3 separate regions of the Zea mays genome follow, and all the other regions are linked to region 1. Evidence: chromatin contacts called from public Hi-C data. All regions are on one chromosome and are shown on one strand. The core of a region is the stretch at or near the end of the contact, and the rest is flanking DNA. Distances in the headings are between cores, read along the strand shown. Region 1 has its middle 43 kb from the start of LOC100281032. Region 2 holds the start of LOC100280804 (deleted in split hand/splt foot protein 1). Region 3 holds the start of LOC103650005 (rab escort protein 1).

Region 1 (4,695 bases), core at 1,308-3,807:
CTGTAGTACGAATGCTACCACGTTAGGTGTTTAACAGTGCCAGATCTACCGACGAAGTTTGAGTTGGAGCCACATGAAAGAGACACAGAGATTATCAACGTTGGCGATGTGGCCACTGTAAAGACACACGAGTACCTCATCACAACTGCTAGGTGGTCCGCAAACCGCTACAAAGGCCGGCTTTTGCGGGTTGCCCATGCGAATGCGGAAATTGTGCGGTCCCACGTCTGCTTGCGCAATCATAAAAGTGATGGCATCCAGCGGCTTGCACATTCGGATGCGCATTCTCTTTGGCATAGGAGGGGGAAAAGCGTGGATATATGTGACCGCGCCTGACCGTGCATTTTGTACGAGGGAATCTATGACCTGCTGGAAGAGTGAATAGCGTGTCGTGGTAGCGTAAAATGCGTATGCGCAGACTTTTGCGTGCACGCAGCCTTAGAGCCTGTTTGGAAGCACATAGTTTATAAGAAACTGGTTTATGAAAGTTGAGGTGGTTCTAAACATATCAGTTTATACCTCAGTTTATAGAAATTGAATTACCAGTTTTTTAAAAACTAAGAAGCTGGTCTCTCCTAGATAAAAGATAAAAACTGGGTTTTCTTAAAAACTTATTGCTTCCAAACATGAAAAGGAGAACAAAATAATAGGAGCAGCATGGACGGCCCCCTGTCCGCTGTAGGCATGCATTCTTTAGGGCTTGTTCGGTTAGCTCTCAATCCATGTGGATTGAGTGGGATTGGGTGGGTTTAAATCCCAAGCAAGTCAAATTTCTTCACGATTTTTTCCAATCCCGTCCAATCCATAGGTAACGGGATTAACCGAACAAGGCCTTATGTGGATGCATCCATTCGTTCAAACAGAAAAATAGGCCAGCTTGGATTGGATCCGTGCACCGCTCGATCGAGCATATAGTAGCCCCGGCCCGGGCGAGATTGCCTAGCTATAGTTTGAACACAAGCTGGACCGGACCGTCGGCTCATCACCGGCATGCATGCATGCATGTGCCCTCTCTCCTGTCCTGTTCGTTGTTAGCCATTGATGGTGTATATCCGTCGTGGGTGCCATCGCTGCGACGGCATCATCGGCACAGGTCAAGATTCCAGCGACCATGCCATTTGCAAAAGCATGATCGGAGCAGAGCCTCGGGCGGATTAGGTAGAATGATTGCCAAATTATTAATGGCCTCTCGTGGAGCCCCGACCGCAGTCGCCTAACCCACCCCCGGCCCGGATGTCCTTTCCTATCTATGGTTAAAACCTGCTCCTGCTGTTAAATAAACACTGCGATCAGTGAGTGAGGACGTGGTTTGATTAGGCATCAAGGGGTGGGTCATTAGACTTCCGGCAAAAAAAAGAGAGGCCATTAGACTGACAGGCAGTACGACGAGCGCGACGGAGGCGCATGTGGCAGCATGAGGTCTGCGACTGCGAGCACATGTGGCCGGCCGGTACAGACAGGCTACACAGAGAGATTCTACTCTCGGCCTCTCGCACAATACGTCCATTCCGAGTCTCACTCTCATGTCTCGTCTCACACCAGGCAGGGGCGCAGGGCAGGTGTGTCCTACGTGGACCAGGAGGGGGAATCCGATGAGGACGCGACCTGTCGTGCGTGTGACGGCGGGACGACGACTCGCCAGCCAGCGGTACGTCGCGGTCCAAAACACAGCCATGCACGCCGGTGCCGGTCAAAGTAGCAAGGGAACGATGGATCGATCGAACGGAGCTAGATCGAACGTGCTCCGGGAAACGGAGATAAGGACACTGATGAGCTAGTAGCATAGCATCTGGGCATCTGGCCCTTCGCAACGCAAGGGAGGGAGCCCGTCCGAAATTCCCATTCCAAGGAGGAACGACGGGGGCATGATGAATATGATTGATCCTCCCCCCTCTGATTGGACCAAAGGCCAACGCAAAGCGCATTTGCAGCAGATCCGCGCGCGCGCGCAAAGCCCCTGCTGGTCTGCGTTGTCGTGGCCAACACGAGGACCTTGGAATTAGCACGAGGCGCCTTCCACTCCAAAGTTTATGCGGCTGCCGAAAGGGAATGCGTCCAGCCAGTCAGGTCAGGGTCAGGGTGGTGCTGGTTAATTTGTTCATTTCTTCATGGCTTGCGGAGATCCGGAGCGGCGGGACTGCTTCAATCCCGATGCGCCGCCAGTGCCTGTCGTGTACGTACTCCTACTACTACTACTCCGTCGCACGTGACGTGAACATTTTCCCCCCCTGGAGAAGCCAAAAAAAACTTACATTAAAAAAAACAAGGATAGCAACTATTTTAGACAAGTGAGCATAGGTACTCTCGATCGATTCCTACACGCTCTCAATCACCGGTCGGGCGACGAAGGTTCGTTAATTTGAATACGGCCCAAAACCACAGAACGTTGGTGAGATTTAAGAAGGCCCGCAGTGCGTTCCGGTTTCACAGCCACGGTCCACTGTCCGCCCCCCCCCCCCCCCCCCCCACCCCCAATTCAGGCCTAGTACAGTATGGGCCGCTACACTGGATCCACTCTAGAAGCCCTTCGGACCTAGGAAAGCCCAGCTCGACCCAATATTGTAGCCGCCGTTGCAGAATGCCGACGCATCTCCGCTTGACATAGCCTGATAGCCTCCACGCGTCCCTGCACGTGTCCCGCAAACGCCCCCGAGGGCTGACGCGTGACGGCAACCGGCCGACCATGCCTGTACCCGTCTTTTCCACTGCTACCACCCGTTCCCTACGCAAGTGCAAAACCCGCACTGAAGCAAACCGCCAGACTTGCCGTACTACTGCTCCTGTACTCCAGCACCAGAGCATGCGTGTTGCCACGCCCACGACTCGACTCGCCACCGCGTCTCTCGCGATCGGAGCAGCCATGGCCATGGTCGGCCACGTCCTCGGCGCGCGTGAAGGAGAACACCGCCGCCGCCAACAGCGCCGAATCCGACGAGCTCGGCCGCTTCACCGTCGACGAGCACAACAAGCGCGAGGTCAGCGGCCTCCCTCGCCTTCCAGTCTCCTCGCCCTCTGCATATGGGTGCTTAGTGATTTGCTTCATTCCTATGATGATTTTGGGTTTTATTGATGCATTCATGTGCGTGATTTTAGAACGCGCTGCTGGAGTTCGTACGCGTGGTGGAGGTCAAGGAGTAGGTGGTGGCCGGCACGCTGCACCACCTCACGCTTGAGGCCATCAAGACGGGAAAGAAGAAGATCTACGCGGCCAAGGTCTGGGTCAAGCCATAGCTCGACTTCAAGAATCTCCAGGAATTCATCCACAAAGGGGAGGTCACCACCGTCACCAACGCCGATCTCAGCGTCAGCGCTAAGAAAGGTTCGCTCTCCCGCCTATGAGATGGTCACTACCGTAATGCCTCCTGCCCTCTAACCGTATAGCGAGTACGGGTGGGGCCCCATGGTCTGTGTAAAGTGCTTTTGAAATGCCTTAATGCTAATTGTTTGCTTTGGATTGAGGAAACAAATCCCAAGAGTAGTAAGAGGGTAAGTGCTGATCTATTTTGGAACGGTGACTGGGCACATCCCATTTGGATTATGAATCCGAGTGGATTCTAAACAGAGTAAATATGGCACGAGTGACCGCTGACAGGTGGTGTCACAACCCAACCAAGTTATTGGGCCCACGTACATTAATTCTTGCTATCAAGGCCTCAGATGGATATGTAAGTGAATCAGATAACTTACCCGGGTACCGAACCATTTGGATTATGAATCCGAGTGGATTCTAAACAGAGTAAATATGGCACGAGTGACCGCTGACAGGTGGTGTCACAACCCAACCAAGTTATTGGGCCCACGTACATTAATTCTTGCTATCAAGGCCTCAGATGGATATGTAAGTGAATCAGATAACTTACCCGGGTACCGAGTTTCGATGAACTCGTTCATTTCCAAGGACCATTCACCCATAGTTGCAAATATTACAATAACCAAACATTAACATAAACTTTAACCATAGGAGTTGAGCGGAAGACTTTACAATACGATAATATACATTAGCAAACCTTTAAGTTTACAAACCAAGAAGTGTATAGGTAGGTTCAAGTGTTAACTTATTACACACCTGGGAAGAAACTCTCTTCCCGCAGCTCACACATAATAAACATAAGTAAAAATCTCCAGCATGAGTTTAACAAAACTCAAACGTGTTAATAGTTTCTCCTAACTTATTACAACACATGGGAAGAAACCCTCTTTCCGCAGCTCACACATAATAAACATAAGTAAAAATCTCCAGCATAAGTTTAGCAAAACTTAACGTGTTAATAGTTTCTCCTGCAGCAATACTGAAAATAAAATATTGAGTACGCAATTACTCAACAAGATTTACCCGACTAAAGAAAAAACTCTCAAGGGTATGCTGGTTTATTAGGAATCATGGTACAACTTATCAATTTCAAAGACTCATTTTGTAGAAGAGCTTACTAGTAGTGGATCCTTATGCCAAACTTTTACTTCACCAAACTTTTACTTCACCAGTTAAATACTTTTCCTGATTTTAGATTTGCCTAATCTAGAGCATTCACTTATCCTACACTAACTTTATTTTAGCAGCTTTAGTTTTACTTGTTAACTACGATGCAGGGCAGTGATCCAGTCTTCATATATGAGAAGTAACGACGATCCGAATCGATTAATACCTATCTGAGGATCTCCAACCACACGACATATGTATCACTTAACCTTTGCATA
Region 2 (4,943 bases), core at 1,708-4,207, 340 kb before region 1:
AATTTTTCTTGACCCCACGATCAAGATCACACGGCGCAGAACCGTCCCCTTCTCCGTCCGCCACCCTGTCCAAGCGCTCCATCGCCGCCAAGAAGCTTCGTGGCTCCTCCTCCGGTCTCGCTTATGCAGATCTACCCGTCGGACCGCACACCCCCTCCCCAGTCCCCACTCCTCACTCGCCACTGCCAGCACCAACACCCATGGCCTCTCATGCGCCCACCCCTCCTACTCCTCCTCACCTCCACCTCCACCTCCACGCCGCGTCCCTCTTCTTGCAATTGTGGGCGATGGGTGGGGGCCGGTCCGTCGCCCACAAGCCCACATGAGGCCAGACCTCCGTGCTTCCTCACAGCAGTGCCATCGCTTGTCGACCCCGCGGCAGCGCCAACTGCTTGCACACCCTCCAGCAGCGGCATGCTGCGGCCCCTCAGCAGCGGCAACACCGTCCCCCTCAAGCCGCAGCAATAGGTTTGGTCTCCTTTTTCTCTGATTATTTTCTCAATTTTTTCCATATGGTGTGCTGATGAATTTCCTACGTGTCTGTAGGCTTCAGTGCCGCTGTGACGCGATCCCGCAGCAGCGTCGCCCCGCCTGCACAGTCTCCAGCGGCGGCATGACGTGGCCCCGCAGCGGCGGCAGCGGCGTGCCCCTAGAGCCGCGGCAGCGCCATCCCCCTGGATTATTTTTCTCATTTTTTCCATATCATATGAAGATGCACTTATTTGTGGATAGCAATTATATGAAGCCTTCTAATTTTTCGTTTCAGAATTTCCTTGCTCGTCTACTGTTAACGAGAAGATCACATTTCCCTGTTTGTCCGATATACACGTATTATTATGCTGTGGTTTTTTATATTATTTATAGCAGACTAATTGTTACTCTATTAGGTTCCTAAACAATCTTAGAGAGGTTTTTTTTGCCTTGCGGTCGATTCCTTAAATCATAAACTATCTTAGTGGGGTCCTTTTGCCTTATGGTTGATTTCTTTAGAAAAAAATGGAAATCGATATCATACACTGCACAAATTTTGTAGCTCTGTTTATCAAAACCATGGACTTATTTTCCTTATAGTATGAATGTTTGGATGCCTCATATTAAACAACACACCAGGTCAGATAATTTGGTTTTCTATTTTTGACACATGTTTTCCCTATATTTCCCTTTTTTACACCATACAGTAAATAAAATCATGTAAGAAATAGACTTACCTAACACAGACTTCTATATGCGGTTAAACACAGACTTCATAATTCACTGGAACCATAATCATATGTGATATATCCAAACATCGGAAAAAGCTACATTAATACAACAATATTTCTGACAGTACCATTTCCTTCCAACGGTCAAAAATCCTTTATTACTTCATCAACGGACATTAGCAGATTACAACCAAGGGATATTGCTTCCCATTAGGCTTCTATAATCAATTCCAATTTGCAAGCCAGTATATGTTTCCAGAATTTTAAGGATTACCAACTATTGGGTTTCATCATGGATGAATAGACCAATTCTGCCCATTAGTTGTTCTCAGTTCTTTCTTGGCAATTAGCCAATGAGATGTGTGCATAATTGGTTAGTTAAGACAAGTCTGGCAATAGCATATAGAATAACTAAACCACTGTTGTTGTGCAGTCCATAAGAAGCTTCTGCAAGTTAAGACCACTGTTGTTATGCAATCCATAAGATGCATAGACCAATTCTGTCCATTAGTTGTTCTCCGTTCTTTCTGCAGTGTTGTTGTACACAACTACACATCGGAACAGACGCCCACAACGTCCATGAAGAAATGGAGATTAAACATGGTTGTTAAGAAAGGCATAGTTTCTATAGCGCGCACACGCCGCTTTTGTGGCCGTTAAGGTCAATGTTTTGTTGTCTCAAGAAATTTCTATATATATATCTAATCTGTTGTCAACTGCGTTGCTTCACAAACTTCCTGTGAATTTTCTTTTATCGCATAATTATTTTGTGATGACTAAGGGGGTGTTTGAATGCACTAGAGCTAATAGTTAGTGGCTAAAATTAGTTGAGACATCCAAACACCCTAGCTAATAGTTCAGCTATTAGTTATTTTTGGTAAATTAGTTAATAGTTAGGTAGCTATTTGTTACCTAGCTAATTCCACTAACAATTTTTAGCCAACTATTAGTTCTAGTGCATTCAAAACACCCCCTAAGAACAAGAATTTGGTTGGCTCATGTAGATGCAACCAGGATCATTGTAATATAGTTTTCAAGCTGTTCATGATGGTACGTTTGCAAGTTGCAAGATTCTATTACTGTAAATATATGTAATATGCTTCCATAGATATCACTATAGGTATATGGTGTTCCACACATTAAGTCAACTCGAGCAAAGCGCGAGTTACTAGTTGTAAAGTAAACGTCCTGACCAATTGGATCTGATGCCCTAGATACTAGCAACACCGCACAGGTTTCCATCTAGCCAACCAATCAAATCTACTCGTGCAAATGGTCAAATCAACATGCCCACGAAACGGGGGGCGGGGGCGTACCTTGGTCGATCTCGAACTCTTCGAACTCGTCATCGTCCTCGAGGAGGTCCATCTTGGCGGCCTCCGCCTTAGCGTCCGCCGGTGCCGCCGCCATCAACGCTGCGCCCTGCGATGCGGCCGAGTGTATCAGCGGGGAGCGACTCGAGGCGTGGGAAGGACAGACGGCGAGAGCGGCACCGACCTACCTCGCGTGCCGGGAGAGAGGACTAGATCAAGCGGCGTACACGAAACCCTAGCTAGTCCGGGAAGCAGCTTTGCGGGTTGCGGGCGGCTGGTGCAGTGGTGCAGGTGCTGGTGCGATCGGAGTTGGCTGGGCCTATTTGCTAGCTGGTCAGGTCTGCCAAGGCACCACTCTGGGACCACAATGTCAGCGTTACTAGATCTGCTACGGTGAAGAAGGCAACACTGATGAATCTAAAGAAGACTGAAGAAGGAATCGGTGTCATACTGAAGAGAAGCCAAAGAGTACCGAAGCTCAATCCTAAATATGCCAGTAAGGACCGGATGTAACAGGGTCCACCAAGTGTTAATCATAGTAGTTAAGCACTAAGCAAAGAGGGTTACGGTTAATACCAGAACTAGCTATAAGTAGCAGGAAGGAATTTATTGTACTTGTACCTGGCTTTTTAGCTGGCCTAAACTTGGAGAGGAGGAAAGGAATACCTGCACCGCCCGAACCACTCCCTGTTCTTGCATGCTTTTGAGAGTTGCTAACATTTTGGTACCAGAGTCAACCTGGATCCACCACATGAGTACTTCATGAGGGCACAGGCAAAGGGAGGAGTGATGGCACCGCCACGAGTGGAGGATTCCTTGTCGCAGTTGATGGCGAAGATCGACGAAGGCAGCAAGGAGACGTACAGGCAGATAGACTCCATGCAGTCCGCCATGGAGAAGATGGAGAATACCATCAAGGGCATGGTGACTGATCGGAGCGACTTCAAGAGGTGGAGATTGGAGATCAAAACCAAGGTGGTAAAGATGACAGAAGACGCTCCAGGGCCAGGTGAACGCGAAGTCGAGTGGGGAATCTCCTGTTTTGGTGGATCCGATGAAGCCGAAGCCTACTGGAGGGATGGTGACCACGTCGACCGGAGAACCATCGGTACTAGCGAGTGCGTCGGCATCGATGACACCTGAACCCACGGTGATTGGATCGGTGACCGGACCAACTCTTCACCATGCTGCTGAACCCTTCCGTCGACCAGGCGCTGGACCGGAGATGGCACGTACACCATACTCTATGGGAGGTATTGTCGCGTTGAATACCCAGCACCCTTGGTCCTTTGTTCCTAATTCAGTAGTGTAGACTGCTTCGATGAATTGGTCTCAAGGTCCTGGTACTAGCATGCCTCAGATGAACTTTCCTGTTTTTGATGGGTCTAATCCAAAGTTGTGGAGAAATCGTTGCGAAACGTATTTCGAGTTTTATGTTGTGCCTAGTGAGATGTGGATCTAATTGGCTATCATGCACTTTCAAGGTCCTGTGCTGTATTGGCTACAATCAATGGAGGCTAGAGCAAGAGACATGAGTTGGCATGAGTTGTGTGCCACCCTGAATACCAGATTTGGGCGTGACCAACATACCTTACTGATTACACAGTTCTATCATATTAGACAGACAACTTCGGTGACTGAGTATGTCGAGCGGTTTGACCAATTACTGCACCAACTGTTGGCCCATGAGAATCAACTAACTCCCACCATGATTACAACACGGTTTGTGGATGGGTTGAAGGATGAGGTAAAGGCAGTAGTGATTATTCAACGCCCAAAGGATTTGGACACTACGTGCGCTCTAGGTTTGCTGCAAGAAGTGTTGAGTAACATGGGAAAAAGAGAGTTCAAGAGATTTGACTCAGTCTCTTTTGCTAGATTGCCATCCCGAGCTGGGCCGATCAGCCGATGCCACTACAATTGCCCCCAGCTTCTGGAAGCGAGATGTTGGGAATGGGTGAGGATCGTCGTGTATCTAATCCTACTGGCAGCCGAACTGAAGAGAGTAAGATGGTTGTCCTGAAAGCTTACCGAAAAGCCAAGGGTCTATGTTTTAAGTGTGGAGAACGTTGGGGTCACTCCCACGGTGTTCGACCAGTGTACCATTACACCTGGTGGAAGAAATGTGGGCACTAACCATGAAGGAGGAAGAAGAGGATACAGAGGACACATCTCAAGAAGAGAATCAGGAAACTGCCCTTGCTATTTCGGTGGTTGCAGTAAGTGGAGGAGAAGGTAATAGGACTATTCGGTTGTGGGCCACCATACACTGTCAACAGGTGTTGATCCTAGTGGACTCAGGTAGTAGTGCTAGTTTTATGGGAGATCATTTAGTTGGGGCTATGACAGGGGTACAACTCATGCAGCCTCCAGTCCAAGTGAAAGTTGCTGATGGGGGAATGTTGTGGAGTACACATATTGTGCCAAA
Region 3 (4,990 bases), core at 1,829-4,328, 360 kb after region 1:
TATGACACTATTTTATATTGTAGATGTACTGTTTGTAGAGAGCAGTTTGAAATAAAGAGTAAAATAAAGATTAAAATAGAGAGTGTACTGGAGATGAATGCTGGAGAGTAGTTTAAATAGAGAGTGGAATAAAGATTGACTCTCTCCAACAACGAACTGTAAAACAACCTGTACTCTAAATTTAGAGGATATTGTGCTCCTTTATCCGTCAAACAAGGAACCCTAAAAGACCTAAAATTTAGAGTCTCTGCTTCAGCCGCTACATGTAGAGAAACACTGTTCGTCCTCTATCCCACAATCAAAGCGCTACGACCTGACACTTGTGCACGTGACGACCACTATTGATTGACTTACCCACGTTGCATGCATGCATATTGTGTTAAAAAAAATGGTGTCCGATGCTGGATTGTTGCATAATGCAGTTGCGAATAGCTTAGTCAAACTATTTTAATTTTGGTAGAGACTAACGGTTTTTTGTTTGCGTATACAAGAAGGAAAATATATAATACAAATTTGTGATACATTGTTTTGCTATATATGAATGATGAGTAATTTCTCCATAAAATGAAAATGTATTGTAATAAGTATTTCAATTTCGTGATGTACAAAAAATATTCTTTTTATAAAAGCGATAGGTAAAAATAATATAAATAATGAAATCTGGTAGCATTGTAGATATAGAAGACCAAATTTAGAGGACGTTGCTGGAGACTGATAAGATATAGAGGACGAAATTTTTTAGAGTGTGCTGTAAAGGACAGAATATTCTTTTAGAGGATAGAATTTAGTGGATGTTGCTGGAGACAGCCTAAGTCTATACTATACTTAAAGCACCAGTTTCAACGGTCGTCATGCGTCATCTTTTTATAAATAACACCTCACAATTATTTCAAATTAACCCGTTGCACGCCTATATATGGCCAAACGGCGGCCCAGCATGGGCCAGACGCTTGCGGGCCACAACTCTGGCCCATGCACGTCATGCCGGTCTGCTGACTGTGACGGGACGGCGGCCCAGCATGGGCCACAACTCTGACCCATGCACGTCATGCCGGTCTGCTGACTGTGACGGGCCAGCCTATCGACCCATTTGATTAAATCAGCGTAAAATGTTAAAAAGTGGTGCATGAGGTGAGGTGGGGTTCGAACCCATGCCCTGATGGAATAAGGGCGGGAAACACTGGGTGAAGCTGTCTAACCAGTAGAACATCCTGCTCAGATGTTTTTAATATTAAATATAAATTGTATATATATACGTTTTTTTAAAATAAAAAATATAATCGTGTCGGGCCGGGCCAGCACTACGGACCGAGGCTACAGCCCAAGCACGACACGATGTTCTTGGCTCTTGCAAGCATTAGGTTGTTTTTTAGACCACATTGGCGCAATGGACTTCATGGTGTTTGAGGTTGATGAATTAGATGGAGCAACAATGATTTGTCACACTAACAGTAAAATAAAGGTTATTTGTTGGTTTAAACGTTAGTAATTGCTATGAAGTAGCATAATTTATATGGAGCGCATCCGGTTTTTATTGATGCATGACTTTAGCAACCACTCCATATTTTGATCCATCTTTTTTATAAGTTTGAGTTTATGTGACTTATTTTAGAAACTTGAGCTCACAAACTTTCTCTTATTTGGTCTCTGTATGGTGGAATTATGTCATTTTATAATCTCTGTTCGTTCAGTTAGTCGTTGTGAACTCTCTTCTAATCGCTCACTTCATTGGCCGTGTTGTACCATGATATATTGCATGGAGTAAACAATAACATCAGTTAATCAAATTAAAAAAACATTATACGGAGAGTGGAGACAATTAATAAAAAATCTTGAATTTTTTTGGTGGATAGTTTACGTAGGTATTGTTGTAAGCCGTCGCAACGCACGGGCAACCGACTAGTCTACTTAGGGCCTGTTTGTTTACCCCCCAGATTATATAATCTGGATTAAATAATCCTAAGAGGCAAACAAACAGTCCAGCTTATTTGCCCAGATTATATAATCTAACCCCTTGGATTATGATAATCCATAAGCAAGTGAGGAGGTGCTTATTTCAGATTATTTTTTCCCACTTCCCCACTACACTTTCAAGTTTCCTAGAAATTATCCACCATTGCCATTATAATCTACCGAATCCCGCTACTCTATATTTGCCAATGTCAATTGAATTTTTTTTCAAATTATTTATGTAATAAATTATGAATACTCAGAAACGTTTGTGTTGGACACCAAATGTGTCTCGCGGACGGTCCGGCCCTGAGGCCGGACGGTCCGCGGTCCGGACTGTCCGCGGTGGTGGCGCGAACGGTCCGCGCGTGCGCAGAATCAGTTAGGGTTCCTAGTTTCTCGCGGGATTGGTTACCTAAAACCACGGGATTAACTCGGAAATCAGTTTGAAGCGGATCCAGACCTCCCCCTTTATATAGATGAAGGGCTACGGCCGATTGAACCCCCAACAATCGAACAAATCAAGTCTATTTCTCGTTTTTACCTTACGCATTAGGAATAGTTCTAGTCTAGTTCTAGTTTAGCCTCTCAATCTCCAAATTCTCCGCCTCTCTTCGACTCTACGTCGATTAGAGGAGTCTAGGTCGGCCTGCCGAGCCTAGACAACACCTAGGATCTCTCCTCCCCGACGGGGTCCCTCCCGGGAGCGAGATCCAGGCGCCGCCGGCGACTTTCGCCGCCCCCTGCGCACGCGCGGACCGTCCGGCCGTCAGGCAGGGAACCTTTGCCCCTGCTCTAGGTCGCGGACCGTCCGGTCCCTGGTCGCGGACCGTCCGCGCCTGTGCAGAGATCACCGCCGCCGGTTCTTGTTGAGTGTTTTGGCGCCCGAAAAAGGTGTCAACAGTTTGTTACATTTCATCTCATATATGAGTTTCAACCTAGTACAAATATAGAGAGCATTCTTGTCTTCCTCGTACAAAAGAATCCTATTAACAACTCAAATAATATGGGTAAACAAACAGGACTACTCAGATTATATAATCCAGATTATATAATCTAGATTATATAGTCCTCCAAAAATAATCCAGATTATATAATCCATGGGGTAAACAAACAGGTCCTTAATGTTCGAGATGAAGATAGTCTAACTAGTCTACAAACAGGCGTTCCTCAGCGCGCTCTTGCAGGCCGATAGTGGCACGGGTTCGCGATTGGGCGGCAGCGTGCTGCGACGACGGGAGGTAGTGTGCCGCCAGCACGGTGAACTGCCGCTCGTTGTTGCGGTACTCTATTGATCCCTAGATTTCACAACGAACATGGCGGAGGCGGCTGCCGATTCCTCCAACTCGGCCGTCGATGGCGGCGGCAGTAACGTCCAAAACGACTATCCCACCATTGACCCCACCTCGTTCGACGTGGTGCTCTGCGGCACGGGCCTCCCGGAATCTGTCCTCGCCGCCGCCTGCGCCGCCGTTGGGAAGACGGTCCTCCACGTTGATCCCAGCCCGTTCTACGGCTCCCTCTACTCTTCCATCCCCCTCTCCTCCCTCACCTCCTTCCTATCCCCTGAGGCCTCCCCTCCCACCTCGTCCGCGGCGGCCGCCGCCTCTGATTCGCGCACCGTCGTCGATCTCCACCGACGGAGCGTGTACTCCGATGTTGAGACTTCGGGGACGGTGCCAGAGCCGGCTAGGCGGTTCACCGTTGACATGGTGGGACCTCGTGTGCTGTACTGCGCCGATGAGGCAGTGGACCTCCTCCTGCGGTCAGGGGGCAGCCACCATGTGGAGTTCAAGAGCGTGGAGGGGGGCAGTCTCCTCTACTGGGAGGGCTGCCTCTACCCGGTGCCAGACTCGAGGCAGGCCATCTTCAAGGACACCACACTCAAGCTCAAGGAGAAGAACATCCTCTTCAGGTTCTTCAAGCTTGTGCAGGCACACATTGCTGCAGCATCAGCTTCATCTGATGAGACGGGACAGGGGGATGCATCTACCAAGATACCCGAGGAGGACCTAGATCTCCCCTTTGTTGAGTTCCTCAAGAAACAAGGGCTTCCTCCCAAGATGAGAGCGTAAGGGTGTTATAAATTGGTTGTACATACTATTTTTAGCAGGATGACTAAGACTGAGCTCTCTGGTGTTTGCAGGGTTGTGCTGTATGCAATTGCCATGGTGGATTATGATCAAGATGGTGCTGACCCTTGTGACAAACTGACTACAACAAGGGAGGGAATTCAGACCATTGCTTTGTACTCCTCGTCCATTGGAAGGTGAATCAGTTTGTCTGAACTTTTCAATGTCCACTTTGGAAAACCATATATATCATATTATATAATGCTTTGTTTATCAATCCAGATTTCATTTAGCTTTAGAGAAGGTATATGTAATCTAACATGTAGAATCTTAAAGTAACATGACTGTGGCAGTGTAATTTTACATTTTATTTTTCGCCACTCCAGGTTTGCTAATGCAGAAGGCGCTTTCATTTATCCTATGTATGGGCATGCTGAGCTGCCTCAAGCTTTTTGTCGCTGTGCTGCGGTTAAGGGTGCCCTATATGTAAGATGATCTTCACAAGTATGTGTGGCAGTGATTTTTGTGCTCTAGCTTTGGCTATTGTTTCTTGAATCACGTGATTCTAGCATCTTTCATCCCAATTATCTGTAATTGGTATGTTGCAAATCACAAACATTTGGGAACAGTGATGTGGTAGTCATGGGCTTGACCTCTCTCTGCTGGAATGGCATCTGACACCTTTACTTCTTCATTTTTTGATAATGTGTGCCAGTTTCCTCATACTTATCCTGAACAACGTATTTTATTATCCAGGTGTTGCGGATGCCAGTGGTTGCACTTCTTATGGATGAGGTATGATTATTTTGTTGTGAACGCAATGGCAGGAGCTCTGCCTTTCAATTAAGATAGAAAATAGATGAGGTATGATAATAAACTAAAATCTATGGTGCCCACATTCCTGCAATTGTTTGCTTGATGTAGTTATCACACACCGGATCCTTTTGAAATTTTGCTCATTTCAGCTA

The links. Hi-C and Micro-C count contacts between places; a contact is called where the count stands out from the background.
Region 2: a Hi-C map of tassel shows a contact between it and region 1, with 4 times the contacts expected there. The contact joins the promoter of LOC100280804 here to the enhancer-like site in region 1. A contact is called at or near these places in 3 of 25 Hi-C or Micro-C datasets (ear, leaf mesophyll and tassel).
Region 3: a contact with region 1 is called in a Hi-C map of leaf, with 5 times the contacts expected there. The contact joins the promoter of LOC103650005 here to the enhancer-like site in region 1. A contact is called at or near these places in 5 of 25 Hi-C or Micro-C datasets (leaf, seedling and tassel).

Annotation. Positions count from the first base shown.
Region 1 is chr3:41,812,979-41,817,673 of Zm-B73-REFERENCE-NAM-5.0, forward strand. It overlaps the pseudogene LOC103651902. Among protein-coding and RNA genes, the nearest start is that of LOC100281032, 43 kb to the left of the region's middle. Within about 2 kb of position 2,558, at least 19 of the 20 cell types and tissues checked have an H3K27ac peak or open chromatin away from gene starts, as enhancers often do. A contact at or near this core is called in ear, leaf, leaf mesophyll and 2 more, where this site is marked.
Region 2 is chr3:41,477,560-41,482,502 of Zm-B73-REFERENCE-NAM-5.0, forward strand. It overlaps LOC100280804 (deleted in split hand/splt foot protein 1), which reads right to left and starts at 2,958. Exons shown (of 3, transcript NM_001153724.1): 1 at 2,700-2,958; 2 at 2,519-2,624. The coding sequence starts at 2,612.
Region 3 is chr3:42,167,589-42,172,578 of Zm-B73-REFERENCE-NAM-5.0, forward strand. LOC103650005 (rab escort protein 1) reads left to right here and starts at 3,079. Exons shown (of 10, transcript XM_008675685.3): 1 at 3,079-4,021; 2 at 4,097-4,219; 3 at 4,409-4,508; 4 at 4,779-4,817. The coding sequence starts at 3,267.